Regions from separate parts of the Mus musculus genome. Here regions 1, 3, 4 and 5 are each linked to region 2. Evidence: chromatin contacts called from public HiChIP or PLAC-seq and promoter capture Hi-C data. All regions are on one chromosome and are shown on one strand. The core of a region is the stretch at or near the end of the contact, and the rest is flanking DNA. Distances in the headings are between cores, read along the strand shown.

The links. Promoter capture Hi-C pulls out the DNA fragments that hold promoters and counts their contacts. HiChIP or PLAC-seq counts read pairs in DNA pulled down with a chosen protein or histone mark.
Region 1: a contact with region 2 is called in a promoter capture Hi-C map of hippocampal neurons, with 3 times the contacts expected there. The contact joins the enhancer-like site here to the promoter of Prkaa1 in region 2. A contact is called at or near these places in 4 of 39 promoter capture datasets (the 3T3-L1 cell line, hippocampal neurons, liver and 1 more) and 4 of 115 datasets of contacts at active chromatin or transcription factors (bone marrow-derived macrophages, embryonic stem cells, epiblast stem cells and 1 more).
Region 3: a promoter capture Hi-C map of stem cell-derived epiblast-like cells shows a contact between it and region 2, with 5 times the contacts expected there. The contact joins the enhancer-like site here to the promoter of Prkaa1 in region 2. A contact is called at or near these places in 8 of 39 promoter capture datasets (the 3T3-L1 cell line, cranial neural crest, frontonasal cranial neural crest and 4 more), 1 of 484 Hi-C or Micro-C datasets (bone marrow-derived macrophages), 5 of 115 datasets of contacts at active chromatin or transcription factors (the 230-238 cell line, bone marrow-derived macrophages, embryonic stem cells and 2 more) and 1 of 9 other capture datasets (adipose tissue).
Region 4: a contact with region 2 is called in a Foxp3 HiChIP or PLAC-seq map of regulatory T cells, with 15 times the contacts expected there. The contact joins the enhancer-like site here to the promoter of Prkaa1 in region 2. A contact is called at or near these places in 4 of 39 promoter capture datasets (the 3T3-L1 cell line, embryonic stem cells, hippocampal neurons and 1 more), 8 of 115 datasets of contacts at active chromatin or transcription factors (bone marrow-derived macrophages, embryonic stem cells, epiblast stem cells and 2 more) and 1 of 9 other capture datasets (embryonic stem cells).
Region 5: a contact with region 2 is called in an H3K4me3 HiChIP or PLAC-seq map of bone marrow-derived macrophages, with 4 times the contacts expected there. The contact joins the enhancer-like site here to the promoter of Prkaa1 in region 2. A contact is called at or near these places in 14 of 39 promoter capture datasets (the 3T3-L1 cell line, 3T3-L1-derived adipocytes, cranial neural crest and 9 more), 1 of 484 Hi-C or Micro-C datasets (bone marrow-derived macrophages), 11 of 115 datasets of contacts at active chromatin or transcription factors (bone marrow-derived macrophages, cardiomyocytes, embryonic fibroblasts and 7 more) and 1 of 9 other capture datasets (embryonic stem cells).

The regions. Positions count from the first base shown.
Region 1 is chr15:6,000,210-6,002,909 of GRCm38.p6, forward strand. No RefSeq gene overlaps it. Among named protein-coding and RNA genes, the nearest start is that of Gm41259, 43 kb to the right of the region's middle. Within about 2 kb of position 1,397, at least 6 of the 459 cell types and tissues checked have an H3K27ac peak or open chromatin away from gene starts, as enhancers often do. A contact at or near this core is called in hippocampal neurons, where this site is marked.
Region 2 is chr15:5,142,423-5,145,122 of GRCm38.p6, forward strand. It overlaps Prkaa1 (protein kinase, AMP-activated, alpha 1 catalytic subunit), which reads left to right and starts at 1,439. Exons shown (of 9, transcript NM_001013367.3): 1 at 1,439-1,573. The coding sequence starts at 1,447.
Region 3 is chr15:5,932,390-5,935,089 of GRCm38.p6, forward strand. No RefSeq gene overlaps it. Among named protein-coding and RNA genes, the nearest start is that of Gm41259, 110 kb to the right of the region's middle. Within about 2 kb of position 1,417, at least 9 of the 459 cell types and tissues checked have an H3K27ac peak or open chromatin away from gene starts, as enhancers often do. A contact at or near this core is called in embryonic stem cells, epiblast stem cells and stem cell-derived epiblast-like cells, where this site is marked.
Region 4 is chr15:6,029,176-6,031,875 of GRCm38.p6, forward strand. All of the region lies in intron 2 of Gm41259 (predicted gene, 41259), which reads right to left. Among named protein-coding and RNA genes, the nearest start is that of Gm41259, 14 kb to the right of the region's middle. Within about 2 kb of position 1,271, at least 17 of the 459 cell types and tissues checked have an H3K27ac peak or open chromatin away from gene starts, as enhancers often do. A contact at or near this core is called in embryonic stem cells and regulatory T cells, where this site is marked.
Region 5 is chr15:6,064,033-6,066,732 of GRCm38.p6, forward strand. No RefSeq gene overlaps it. Among named protein-coding and RNA genes, the nearest start is that of Gm41259, 21 kb to the left of the region's middle. Within about 2 kb of position 1,274, at least 1 of the 459 cell types and tissues checked has an H3K27ac peak or open chromatin away from gene starts, as enhancers often do. A contact at or near this core is called in bone marrow-derived macrophages, where this site is marked.

The DNA of each region.
Region 1 (2,700 bases), core at 147-2,646, 860 kb after region 2:
TTCCATACTGCTGTTCATCACCAAAGGAAGTCAGGACTGGAACTCAAGCAGGTCAGAAAGCAGGAGCTGATGCAGAGGCCATGGAGGGATATTCTTTATGGCTTGCCTCACCTGGCTTGCTCAGCCTGCTCTCTTATAGAACCAAGACTACCAGCCTAGAGATGCTCCCACCCACAAGGGGCCTTTCCCTCTTGATCACTAATTGAGAAAATGCCTTACAGTTGGATCTCATGGAGGCATTTCCTCAACTGAAGCTCCTTTCTCTGTGATAACTCCAGCTGTGTCAAGTTGACACACAAAACTAGCCAGTACAGATACTTCTACCTTGTGTTTGGCTAGACTCTCTTTACATAGCCAAGACTTGCTGACAAAGGAGCAGACACTGACATACTAAACCTCCTAGGAACATTTTCTTAGAAGAGCATTGCCACCTTAATTCCCACACCTGGAGATGCACCTATGCAAAAATTTCCTCACCAAATACTCTGAGGAAAACTGTCAGCATCACAAATGCCTTTCAGGGATTTCATGTCATGGGGTGAGTGAATTGACTTCATACCTGAAAGTAAAATTTGGTACAAGGGAGCAAAGGAAAGTCATGGAGAAGGAACTGGGAAAGGCCAATGTGTAAAGGCCTTGTATTTAGCCTTGGTAGCTTTTCTTGAGATGGCTTTGTGAAACTGCTCTGCTTGTGGCTGTTTTAAGTAGAATTTGAATCTATCTACTAGGTTATGAATCCTTTATTCTCTTTCAAATAAGAAGTGGTACAGTGCTCTATTTCACATCCCACGGTTGTGTTCCCTTGGAGGCCTCAGTAATAGTTTGGCATTCAAAATTCATAAGCAAGCAGAGATATTTCCAGCTTTTCTGAAACACCCACAAAATCACATCCTGTTGCTTAGCATCCATTTAACAAGTAGCTAAATAATGAAATAGATCAGAAGGACTTGGAAAGTACTTGTTGCATTTTATTCTACCTAAATTATTTCAATAAAGTATTTTTGTGTTCTAGCTAACACAAAAATAACAAGATGACAAATATCACTTGGAAAAAAATGTACAGCTTGTTCTCAAAATTAAAAAAAATGAAGCACAGACTATATATATATATATATATGAAATTGAACCTACCCTGAAGAACAGTAGTTTATAAATGAAGACAAGCAAACATTAAAAATATTAGATCAAAGATAGCATTAGTTAAGAAAAGTCTTTTCGCATTCTTCTTCTGGATCTATGATTTTATCTCCTAAGCTATACTGTTTTCATTTACATTTTTGAGAATAGTGCTTAACTGTGTCATTCTGATTCTCTGGAAATTTGGCACAGACCATGTTGACTTTGTGAAGATCTTCCCTCCTCTCAGCTTCTTGGTGGAGGATATGGATAACAACAGCAGGACTGAATCACATACTTTAACTGGATCTGGTTACCATAGTTACTCTCTCCAAACAAACCTCACACAATAGTAAAGTGATCCTTCAATAAATCCACTCATTTGGTCCCTCCAAATAATACTCTTCAAGAGCTTTCCATTACATTTATAATAAAGCCACATCCCCACCCTGACTCCAAGCTCAGCAGGAGGTAGCCTTTCCCACCATTCCAACCACGTTTTGGGCAATATCCTTTTGGCCTCCCTTGGTGATTGGACAACCCTCTCATGCTAGAAACCCTTTCAAAGCACTGAGCCCCACGCCCTTACATTTCTAGCATTTAAGAATAAGCTTATGTTTTCCTTTCCATAGACAATGTCCTCAAAACACTAAAGTAAGATATACTTTTGAAATTCTCCACTTTGTTTTTAGGCCATTACACAATCTCAAAAAACAAACAAACAAACAAAAAAAAAACAAAAAAAAAAAACCCAAAACATTAGTTGTATGCTTGTAATATATACTCTGAGTGTTCCTCACCTCTGGTCCCACCTAATTTCTTAAGTAGAAATGATGCCAATCATGTCCGTATTGCTTCTATTCAAATACCTTTTTCAAGTAAGTGCTCAAAACATTTTTTTTTAAATGAAAGCTTAAATAAATGGAGTTTTTCAAAGCTATGTGGGATATTTTCACACCTATACAGTGCTCACATAAATAACATCTGGTACAGAAGGAGTGCTGTAGACTGAGCCTCAAGTTTCCTCACTGGTAAAAGGAAGTGAAACAGACTGATATGAGAGAGATCAACCTTGGATTTATCACCTGGATTTTTGAAGAGAAATTGCTTTTCTGAAAAAATAATCAGTTATCTTTTATTACTTTTCTTTTAGTGGAAAGGGGAAATATTGAAGATAGAAACTTAGTGTCATCTACATTCAGTTTGGTGAATTAGTGAGTTGTTTGGGGTTATTTATATAAGTGTGGTTAAGGGGTATATATGGCTATACAAAGAAGTGTGCCATGACAACACCCAGGCCATGCCTGGAGGACAGTATTAAACACTAGTTGTGGATAGGTCAAGCTTCTTACATCTCTGAAATTGTTTACAATAAAACCAACAGGTAAATATGAAAATCAACTTGAAAGTGCAACGGTGGTTGTAGCAATGGTCTTTAAGGTTACAGCTTTCTAATTCAATATATCATTACTTTGGGAAAAAAAAAGAGTGATGAGCAGAAGTCGAAGACATGAATGATGACACTGTCATCCAATGCTAGGAAACTATTGTGTGTCATGGGGTTGAGTTTAATTTCTTACTAAA
Region 2 (2,700 bases), core at 189-2,688:
AATGCCAGATCAAGGGGTGGGAGAATTGAAAGGGTTTCCCCCTCCTTGAGAGAATCCAGAGCTATTTCTGCCTTATAGTAATCCTTGTAAAATAGAGAGTTGATTAACGAAGATTGCTCCCAGTTATTGTTCTTGGCGGAGAAGCAGGTGTTTCTCAACCCGTGGGTCACGACCCACTACGGGATCAACCCCCTTAGATCATCAGGAAACAATGATATTTACATTGCGATTCATAAAAGTAGCAAAAAAAAAAAAAAGCTATGAAATAGCATTGAAAATACCTTTATGATGGGAGACGGGTCACCACAACATGGGGAACTGTATTAAGGGTCATAGCATTAAGAAGGTTGAGAACTATTGCTCAAACCTTAAAGCAGCTTTCTTCCCCCTGAATACTTTTTCTTGGAACAAAAGCGTTTGATGTTACATTGCTTTGATGTCATAAGCCAGAATATGGGAAAACTAGGAGTGTTGGTAATTTTCATCCCAAAGAAAAATGACATTTTTCGTCTCCAAAAAAAAAAAAAAAAAAAAAAAAAAAACCACAAAAACAAAACTCCATCCTTTTTCTCCATCGACATTGATAGAGATTCAAATTGCAAAATCGAAGGATGACATATATATTTTTACCTATTGTTAGAACTGAGTAACAGATTCACTTCAAAATCCTGTTACAAATAAACACACTTCTTTGGTGACTGGATATGGCTCCATTTATACAAACAACACACTTTTTCAAGTGGACTGAAAATGTACATTTTATTGAAAATGTAAAAATATTAGTTTCTAAACACGATAAGTTCGGGATAACACCTCTTTCTGGAATTCACATAGCTCACACACATTCCACAGGGGAAATTTGACGGTAGCAAATTTCCTAGGAAGTCTCTCCAGGATGTGCGGTGTCCCATAGTAATTTACTGGCTCAGAGTTTTTTTTTGTTTAAAGCAGTGGTAAGTATTAAAAGTGCAAGTGAAAACACCCTTGGCTTCCAGATGACACCGAGATGAGATGAAAATCAAGATTTCAAGTCAGTGGTAGGGCGGTGTCCCCTGTCTTGTTTCAAAGCACGCCGCGCTATCCCCGGGCAACGTGTAAGCAAGCATCGTCCTCCTGGGAATTACGGGGGTGGGGTGCTGTACCGCACCCACAGACCCTCGGGTGGCCGCGGTCGGCTCCGCGGCGGGGGAAGCCCTCCCGCGCGCAGAAGCGCGGGCGCGCGCAGAGGGATGCGGGGCGCCGAGGCGAGTACCGGCGCCGCTCCCGCCGCCTAGCCCGCCAGGGGGAGCGAGTGCGCTCGGCGGCCGGCTGCGGGGACTGCGGGGCCTGCGCGGGCGGTGGCCGGCGACTGCGCCCCACCGCGGCGCACCCGCGTCCCCACCCCCTCGGCGCCCGCCCGCCCCCGGCGCGGCCCTGCCCGCCCCCTCCGCCCCCTCCCGCGGCGCCATGCGCAGACTCAGTTCCTGGAGAAAGATGGCGACGGCCGAGAAGCAGAAGCACGACGGGCGGGTGAAGATCGGCCACTACATCCTGGGGGACACGCTTGGTGTCGGCACCTTCGGGAAAGTGAAGGGTGAGGACGCCCGGGCCAGCGCGGACCCGGCGAACGGCGAGCGACTGCGCCTTTCGCACTCCGCATCCTCCCCCGCGCCCGCCTTCCGGGTGTCTGGGCTCCGTATCCCCGGTCCGGGCGGCGCTGGGAGCGGAGCCCGAGGCTGCCGCGGGCTGCAGAGCTGTGGGGTCCGCCGCGGTGGGGTGGGGGCGGTCGCCATGGCGACGGCGCGGCGCCGGAGGGGCGGGGATGGCTCTGGGTGCAACTTTCCCAGGCGAGGGAGTTGGGCACTGAGCGCGCGGGGGCGCCCGGCGCGGACGAGGGGGTCTCTTGTGGTCTTCTGATCCCCTGTGTGCCCTTGGCGCAGAGCCAGCCCATCGCGCCCTGGCGGTCCTCGGAGTTGTCGCTGCCTCGCTTTTAGGAGGTTGTGGACTAAAGTGCTTCTTCGGTTTCCTGAATCGAAATGTGTTCTTCCAAAAGCAAGGTAGCTGTGGAGATACCTTTCAGAAATAGTAATGCCCTTGTTAGGACTATTGATCTCCGTCAGGACTTTTGATGCATATGCCTGTGAACTGGCGCGGTGTTTCCTATGCGTGGTTTACAGTTGGATGCAGATGCTGCTTTTAAGTGATTCCGTTTTCGGAAGTTTTGCGGTTTCCGAGAGCTATACCTGGTAGGTAGGGCATATGTTAACTCCAGATGGTATTTATTAGCTTATAGGTATAGTTTCCGTTTATTCTCACAGTATATTTATATTTTAGTAATTCAGTGCACATCATTTGGACTTTTTGTTCGTTTTGGTAGAATCCCCTGTTACCGCCTTAGCAAAAGCACAAGCATTCTGTCTTCAACTAACTACTCTAGCCCACCACCTGTGACAAGGAAAATTCTGATTACAACCTTTGTGAGGTGGACTTTTTTCCCCTTTAAAATATTTAAGCCTGCTATTAAGTATTTAGAGGAAGGAAGTTTGGAGCTGATAAGAAATAATTCATACATTGGTTTTGGAGAAATAATAGACTATGGCCTGCATATATAGTAAGCTCCTTAGTAGATATTTGATTGAAGTGAAAAAGTTTGTCAAATTACACAGCAAGCTAACTGAGCTCCGTTCTCCCAGGAGGGCAGAAAGAGCCCTTCCTTCTCTT
Region 3 (2,700 bases), core at 167-2,666, 790 kb after region 2:
GCCTTTCTTGTGCATGTTCTTCATGGGTAGCATATGATGCTCAACACTTTAGGTGATCATAAGCATCTATTCTGACTTGTGAACTCTTATTTAGAAATCAAACTCCAGAGGAGGCGATAATACACATCATGATTTTGCAGTTTTATTTTCTCATGATACTTTATGTTCATGATACTTTACATGCAAAAATACTTGAAAAGTAAAAAAGTTACTCAAAGAACCAGCAAATATGATTTTTAGTTAACAAATTACTTAAATTCTTTTTGAATGACTTAATGATCTTCCCTCTGGCATTATCTTCTTTCATTCTTTAACAGCAAAGTGCTCAGATTTAATTAGAAATTTAAGTAAATTTGTATATTTAGCACAAAAAGTCATTTCCTGAGACAGACACTATTCATATCAATGCTTCTGTCACTATCCTTATTTATGACATAATTATAGTGAAGTAAACCTCCATGAAACAACAACGGGTCATCCTACTTACGTTGATGATGTTTAAGGGAGAATTTGGTGTTCTTCTCTAAGAACATGTTCTAATTAATCCAATATTTATTTGTGTAAGCAAACACAGACACTACTGGAGAGCTTTCCATTGTCCAGATAAGCAGAATCCTAGTAAGATAAGCTAAACAAACAAGCTTGTCAGTGAGCCCCGCCTCTCCAGGGCTAGAGGATTGCTCTGCATAGCCTCTGGCTTCTGTGACTTCATGAATCCAACAGCCATGTTGTATCTAGAAAATGGAGATTCCCAGCTTTCCAACTACCCTTACTTCGCTCTTAACTTCTCTCTACCATGCTTCTGTGGTTCTTCTTATAATTAATAGACTCACTGGGCTCTTCAGTTGACTATTCCTTTGTATAAATTTTGGAACATTTAAAAATTGTTACATAGGTGCATCTTCAACCCTAGAGAGACTTGAGGCTCCAGGGAGTGGGGAGGTCTGGTGGGATAGAGGTAGAGGACTGGAACATCCTCTTGGAGATGGAGGGGGTAGGAGGAGATATAGGATGGGTAGCGGTTGGGGGGCAGACCTGGATAGGGATGAAACCTGGACTGTAAAAAAGTATTAAAGAATAAAAAAGTAAATTAAAAAAATGGTTACATGTAGCCGCCTGCGGCCTCACTAACTGGGTTCCTGAGTGGGAGGCCGAAGCTGTATGGAAGGAAACGACGAGAGAAATAATGAAGGCCAAGACATGTTTCTGTTTAAGACCCCAAAGTTTACTAAGAGTCTGTGCTTATAAAGGGGGGAGGCCAATCCATTCTTGGTGCCTGTTGCCGGCCTGTAGGCAGATCTGCCAGATGCAGTCTCTGGAATATCTCCAGGGCCTCTCAGCAGGTAGCAGTGTCTTGGAGAAGAGCAGCCCGCAGGTGAAAGAACAATAGAGCCATCTAAGTCAGAAGGGTCCACCCCAGGCGGTCTCATTCTCAGAGGATGTGAGGTCTGAATCAACCTGCTTCAAGGCTGGGGGAAGCTACAGTTACATAGAAAAGAGCCAATTTCCAAGTATATCATTTTTGAGATTAATCTATCTATATCCTAAATTCTTTACATCTTTCTTTTAGGTATCTTAAAATCAACTTGCATTGGCATGAATGGTATGATTTTTTTTTAATTTTTTAATGTTTCACAAGTATTTTGTCATACTATCATAAAATTTAAAAAAAATCTTTGCATTAAAGAACATTTGAAATACACAAACACACACACACACTCACTCACACACTCACATATGTACAGTGAATTCTATGTGTCCATTAAACAAGTCAACATAAGGAATATCTCATTCTGTGCCAACTCTCACTTCTCTACATTCCAATTGTTTTATCACTTCATCTTAATGCTGTCAACATTGGAACATTTTTCAGGTTCATGATAGACAGATTCCACTTATGTAAAGACTTCGGCTATATGAGAGCATTTCCCGCATGTTCTGTACTGGAACTTCCCACACTGTTTTGTTGCAACATGTAGAGAGAATCCAGTCAGGGCTCCCATTGGAACGTTGGTATACTTCCTTCATTTAACCTTCTGTCTGCTGAGTTCTCAGCAAGATCCTACAATGCAGGGGCCACAGCAGGAAGAGGAAACCCAATGGCATATTTAGTGCAATGAAAGAGTAAAACTGCATTTGAAACCAAACATTACATAACAGCTCAGCATGCTCCAAATTAGCATCTCAGCGTTTAGGAAGCTCACCTTTGCCCAGGTGGGCATTTATCAAGTTGATTTATGCTTTCTCCCTAAGGGATGGAGCTAATGAGAAATGACTGCCCTCCAAATACTGCCTCAAAGGCCCCCTTCAATTCTCTTAGCAATACACTGGGAAACAAAACTACTAGAAAATAGTAAGAAAAAGAGTCAGGGACTATTTATGAGATAAATGAATGTCTTAGAGCAACTTGTAAGCAAGGGCAGTTGCTTCTGTGACCATAGGCAAACAAGTCAACAATTCCATTCAAAAATCAATTTCTTCAAGGTTTGTAGGAATGCTGATTCAGGACCCCTGGGCCTAATCTAACTTTAAGACTTTAAATCTTATGTGTAAATTTCCATGATCTAGGAAAACACAATTTATTTTGAACCAGCTGTGTGCTCCATACATTAGGGATTTTTGTTTTGTTTTGTTTTGTTTTGCATAAAACACCTTTATTCAATAATTCACATTGTACTTAATTCTCACTCTGCCTGCCGG
Region 4 (2,700 bases), core at 21-2,520, 890 kb after region 2:
ATTGTTAGTTTCTACTAGAGAGGAATAGGCAACCTCTTCATAAAGCTAGGGGCTCTAGAACAGTTGCCAAGTTCCAGAACCTTTCCACACTGGGAGTCCAGGCAGATGTCACCAGTGTGTATTTTAGGGCTCAAGTATATCCCACCAGGACCATTGTGTTCACAGACAAGAATAGTTTCTGCTGTGCACTTCCTTTATTCTTGGAACACTGTTACTCAACAATGTTATGCTCAGCCTGACATCCAGCTATGCTTGTCCTCATGCTACAAAGGAGAAGAGTGTCTTCATGTGGCCCTTTGGATACACAACAACTGCTTTTCCAAGGCAGACACTTTTCAGTTCCTTTTAATATGATCTGTAGATCTTTTCAGGAACCTGCCAATTCTCCTCTGATCGTAGCTACCTGTTCCCTTTGCTCTCTATGACTGTGACAAAACTCTGACCAAGAACAACGTTTGGCCGAAAAGATTTATTTCACTGACAGGTTTCAGTCTACCATCAAAGAAAAACAAGGAAGAAAATAGTGTGGGAACCTTTAGGCAAGAATTGATTAAAAAAAAAAAAAAAAAGACCAGTGACTTTCTCTCAGACTCAGCTCTCCCCCTCCCCCCTCCTCCCCCCCCCCCTTTCTTTCATTGTTTTCTTGTTTCTTTCTGGCTTACTCATTCTTTGTGTCTCCATGTCTCTATTTTCTCTCTCTCTCTTTGTCTCTCTCTCTCCCCCTTCTTTTCTTCCTTCTAGTTTGTTATATCATGTTGTTATGTTTTGTTTTTCAAAACGGGATTTTTCTGTATAGCTCTGGTTGTCCTGGAACTTGTTCTAAAGACTATTCTGGCCTTGAATTCAGAGATCCACCTGCCTCTGCCCCCTGAGTGCTGGGATTAAAGACATGCACCACCACTGCCTGGAGCAACTATCTTTCTTACACAGTCCATACTCACCTATCCAAAGAGGGAAATGTGTACAGTTATCTTACATCATTTGCCAAGCAGCATGTCCCCCGACCCCCTGCAAGAATGCTCACAGATTTTAGTAGAGTAATAGAGTAGGCTTTTCCCTAGGCCTGTTACCTATCTAGTTTCAGGTTTTTGGTTACTTTAACAGTGTCATGTATGGTCTTCATCTCATAGAGTGACCTTAAATCTGATCAAAGTAGTCGTTGTTTACTTCCAAGAATATTTGTGACTCTACTGCACTACTCTATCTTGCAGGAGGGTTGCTGTTGTAGATGGAAGGGTTTGTAGCTGAGAGACGGTGATGATCACACTTCTCTTCCCTTAACATTCAGACTACCTTCTCCAGCCGTGACTGCCAGTCAGGGCTAAGCTTTAGTCAGGCACGTAGCACAGAGAATGGGAAGCCAATGCAAAAGCTCACCCCAAGGTAAGAAGCTGTTTGTAATGAATAAATGCTGAAAAGAGGAAGTCAGTTTCACTGAGTTGTTGTTTCTGGGGGGTGGTGAGCCAGGCAATTCTTCAATTGCACTTTCCTCTTCCTTGGTATTGAAAGAGTAGTAAACTCAGTGCTCCAAGGTATGCTAATCATAAAGCAGATAGCGAGACATTCCTTCCTCCACCCACCCGCTTCCTGGGTTCAAAGAGTGTTAATTCAAAGAAAGTCACCCTGACCATTACTGGAACCTGCAATGCAAATGTGCTATTGTTAGGGGCTCTTAGAAACTGTCTTGAGAGTTAACAATTACCAGGTATTCCTTGTGACTCTTGTAACTTTACACTTCCTTGTGACTCTTAACTGGTATTTTTGGTATTTTCCAACAACGCCCTTCCCACCTCCTTGAGTTGTGGTTTTTTTCCTTTAAATACCCCCTTACTCAGCTACTCGGGGCGCCACGGTCCTCTACCCCTGCGTGGTGTATGACCGTGGGCCCGAGAGCACTCTCGAATAAAAATCCTCTTGCAATTTGCAGCAAGAACATTTCTCGTTGGTGATTTTGGGGTGTCGCCTCTCCCGAGTCAGAACGTGGGGGAGTCCTCACGTTGTGGGTCTTTCAGTATAACTAGGTTTGTCTCAGGTAGGCAAAAATTGATCAGCACACCATTCATCTCTCAGTGTTTTAAATCAATTTACTTATCATACCTGCCACTTCATTTTCTCCACTAAGACTCCCTAAGATGATCTGTGGATAAAAGCAGTGACAAGAGGGTGTGTTTCCTACCCCCTATGGTGAAGATGAGCTAGTTGCAAATCTATTTCATTAGCTGTTTTCTTGTATGGCTTTTATGTTGTTAGGCATGTAAGAGAGTGATTAGGGGATATGACAATGATGGGAAAATAAAGAATAATGCTAGGATGGAAAGCCTGTAATATCACAATCCATTTGAGAGAGGAAGGATAAATATGAGTTAGGTAGAGAGATTTTAGGTTATGTAGTATAGCTCTCTCTATGTACAGACAGGCAATAAAGCCTATGGATGCTTTTAGGTAAACTTTGACACTCATATATCTCCCAGGGAGAGACTCTAGTATTTAAGCCTGCCTAGTCCATTAATTGAGAGAAGCTCGTGAGAGGTGTATCTTCTACACAAATATGCTAATACATTTGAAATATAGCAACCAGAACCTTGATCAGTTATAAGCTGCACAGTTGTAGATCTAAGAGGCATATTTTAAGGCTTCTCTATATTGCTACTATAAAAATAAAGCTCGAGAGATAGTCCAGATCTGTTTGAATAGGAAATC
Region 5 (2,700 bases), core at 24-2,523, 920 kb after region 2:
CTATGAGAGAATGCAACGGCATCGGCTCCTATCTTGAGTCATGAAGATGAGTAGAAAAGCACAGCAGGCCAGAGGGAGGAATGATGAATAGTGAGAAGGAATTAACACAGTCGTCCTCTGTGGAGTGATTCAACTTCTGTTCTCTAGGTAGAAAGAATACATCATGTTGAATTCTCCAAGAGAGGGAAATGAAAATATATAGCTGGAAATTCATGAATAATCAATTAAACAGTGATTTTCATGAGGTCTGTTTTATTGAGGCATATTAAGACATAGTTCCAAAGTCACTAACTAGGATCATTGCTAAAGTGATCACTTTACATAGAAGAAAAAAGTACTTGAAAGTAATTTATCTTGCAGGCTGTTGCTGGTGCATACCTTTAATCACAACACTAGGGAGACAGAGGCAGGTTTAGCCTGGTCTACACAGTGAGTTCAAGGCTAGCCAGGGTTATGCAGAAAACCCTTATTCAAAAAATAAAGCAACACAATTATCTCAATCTAATTATTCTAATCTGAGTAGAGGGAGTGTGGCTCCAATATGTTATTCTAATCTGAGTAGAGGGAGCGTGTAGCTCCGATATGTTATTCTAATCTGAGTAGAGTGAGCGTGGCTTCCTCCAGGCTCTTATGTCAAGTATTCATATCAGACAACCCTTTCCAAGGGTAGAATTCAAACTACTCCATCTGGGCTGTCAAAATGTAGCTATCCCCACCTTCTACAGGGCTTTAAGCAAGAGAACAAACTGAGGTCTACATGCCATATGTGTGTCTACTAAGAAGATATGAATCAAACAATCTCGCTTTAAGATGCTCTACCCTCCTCTCTAGCTAACTGTACCAACAAAACTATAATTTAGAAACATTCATGAAGTTATGGATTTTATATAGCTAAAAATTAGTATAAGTATCAAAGACAGGTTCTTACTTTGTAATAATACATCCGTCATGTTTATTAGTCAGTGACTTTGAGTTATAAAACATGCATAACACAATGTATATTTATATATTAAAACTTGCTTTCATTTCCTTATTTTTTGCTCAGTAGCCCATTTTGATAAATATGTTTTCCATAATGTTTAAATATGTTTCCATTCTAATAACAGCAACAATCTAACAGTTTGAAAAATATCAGGCAAATATACTCAAAATATTACTAATTTGAATATTTTATCTAGTATACTTTTACTTTCATTAAGATGTTCCTAGTCTCTGCAGTACCGTTTTTAAAACATTGCATAATCAGAAGTGTGCTTCCACCAGAAGGCTCAGTGGTAAAGTCACTTAATAGCATAGTCCTTAACACGGCACGTGTTAGAGTTCTGAGTATGATCCTTGAACTTACCCACTGAACAGAAAACTGATTTTGTAGTTATGCAGTTTCCAACTATGTAGTTTTATCTATTAAAAATTTTGCTTTTTGTTACAAGAATCATAAAGAATGGACATTCTGTGATAGTCAATAAATGAATTAGTAATTACACATTGCTTAAAGATAATAAAGGTTTTTACTAAAATTATCTATTAATAATTATAGAAAAATCAACTTTAAATCAGTACATTTTAAATAGACATTTCGTTTAAGTTTTAAAACTTGTAATACTATCAATTTGAAAATACCAACAAACAAAAGTAACATTTCAGTCCATAGTTGATTCCTTAAATCAATACTTTGAATAGAGCTAATAATATCTACAATTGAATAGAGCTAGTAAAATCTAACAATTTTTAATTTGACTTGATAAGGCAAATAGTAAAGAATTGTATTTACCCTAGAAATCTGAGAGTAAATTGAAAAATACAGTTTTTACATATACAAAGAAAAACTTAGTTCTAATCTCACATTAAGACTTCTGAAAGAGAAGAAGGACACAACAATTCGTTATCCAACACCAAATGGTCAGCGGGAGGGAAAGCACTCATTAGGTATCGTAGAGACTGAGCAGGCTGTAGTTAGAGCATATGTATATATTTAAGTGGAAGATCCTGGTTATGTCATGTGACGCAGGCTCACCTGATGCTTCGCTAAGGCAGACTCACATGGTATTTTCCGGAGGCAAGACCCATGGGAGGACACACGATGTTTGTAGAGTATAAATAGGACTCAATGGATAGTGACAGGGTGCTTACATAGCTAGGTTGGCAACACTTCATTGGTCTTGCGTCTTTATTGATCAGTTATATCAATTTTTCAAATCCCAGTATGCCAAACAATCTGGAGAATAATTTTTAAATACTGAAAAAATACTTAAAGTAAGAAACAAGTTTCTTAGTTTTGAGGAACAAAATGTAATTATTTTACCCCCAAATGCTTTTAAAGGAGCAGTTATCCAAAGGTCAGGTATAAGGGAGACCAGAGAGACAGGGAGGAAGGGAAGAAATGCCTGTGTACCTGGGACGCAATCACTGTGTGGGTGCTCAGTCTCACTGACAAGGAATTGAAACATGGACACAGAAAGATACTCGGTTTATAATTTATCATTGTGAGAGGGAGGGGAAGTGCCCTGCCTCTCCTACTAAATGTTTTGTGGGACATAGAGAGTTGCACTTTTAACAGAGTCCAAATCAAATGATATGCTTTGGAGGACAAAACACTCCCCTTTGGAAAAGAGGAGGAACTGGGTGTGCAATGGCTTTCTTCCTTGCAGTTATTACTTAAGGGCTGCACACTGACCCCCTCCCAGAGTGACCTGGACCTGA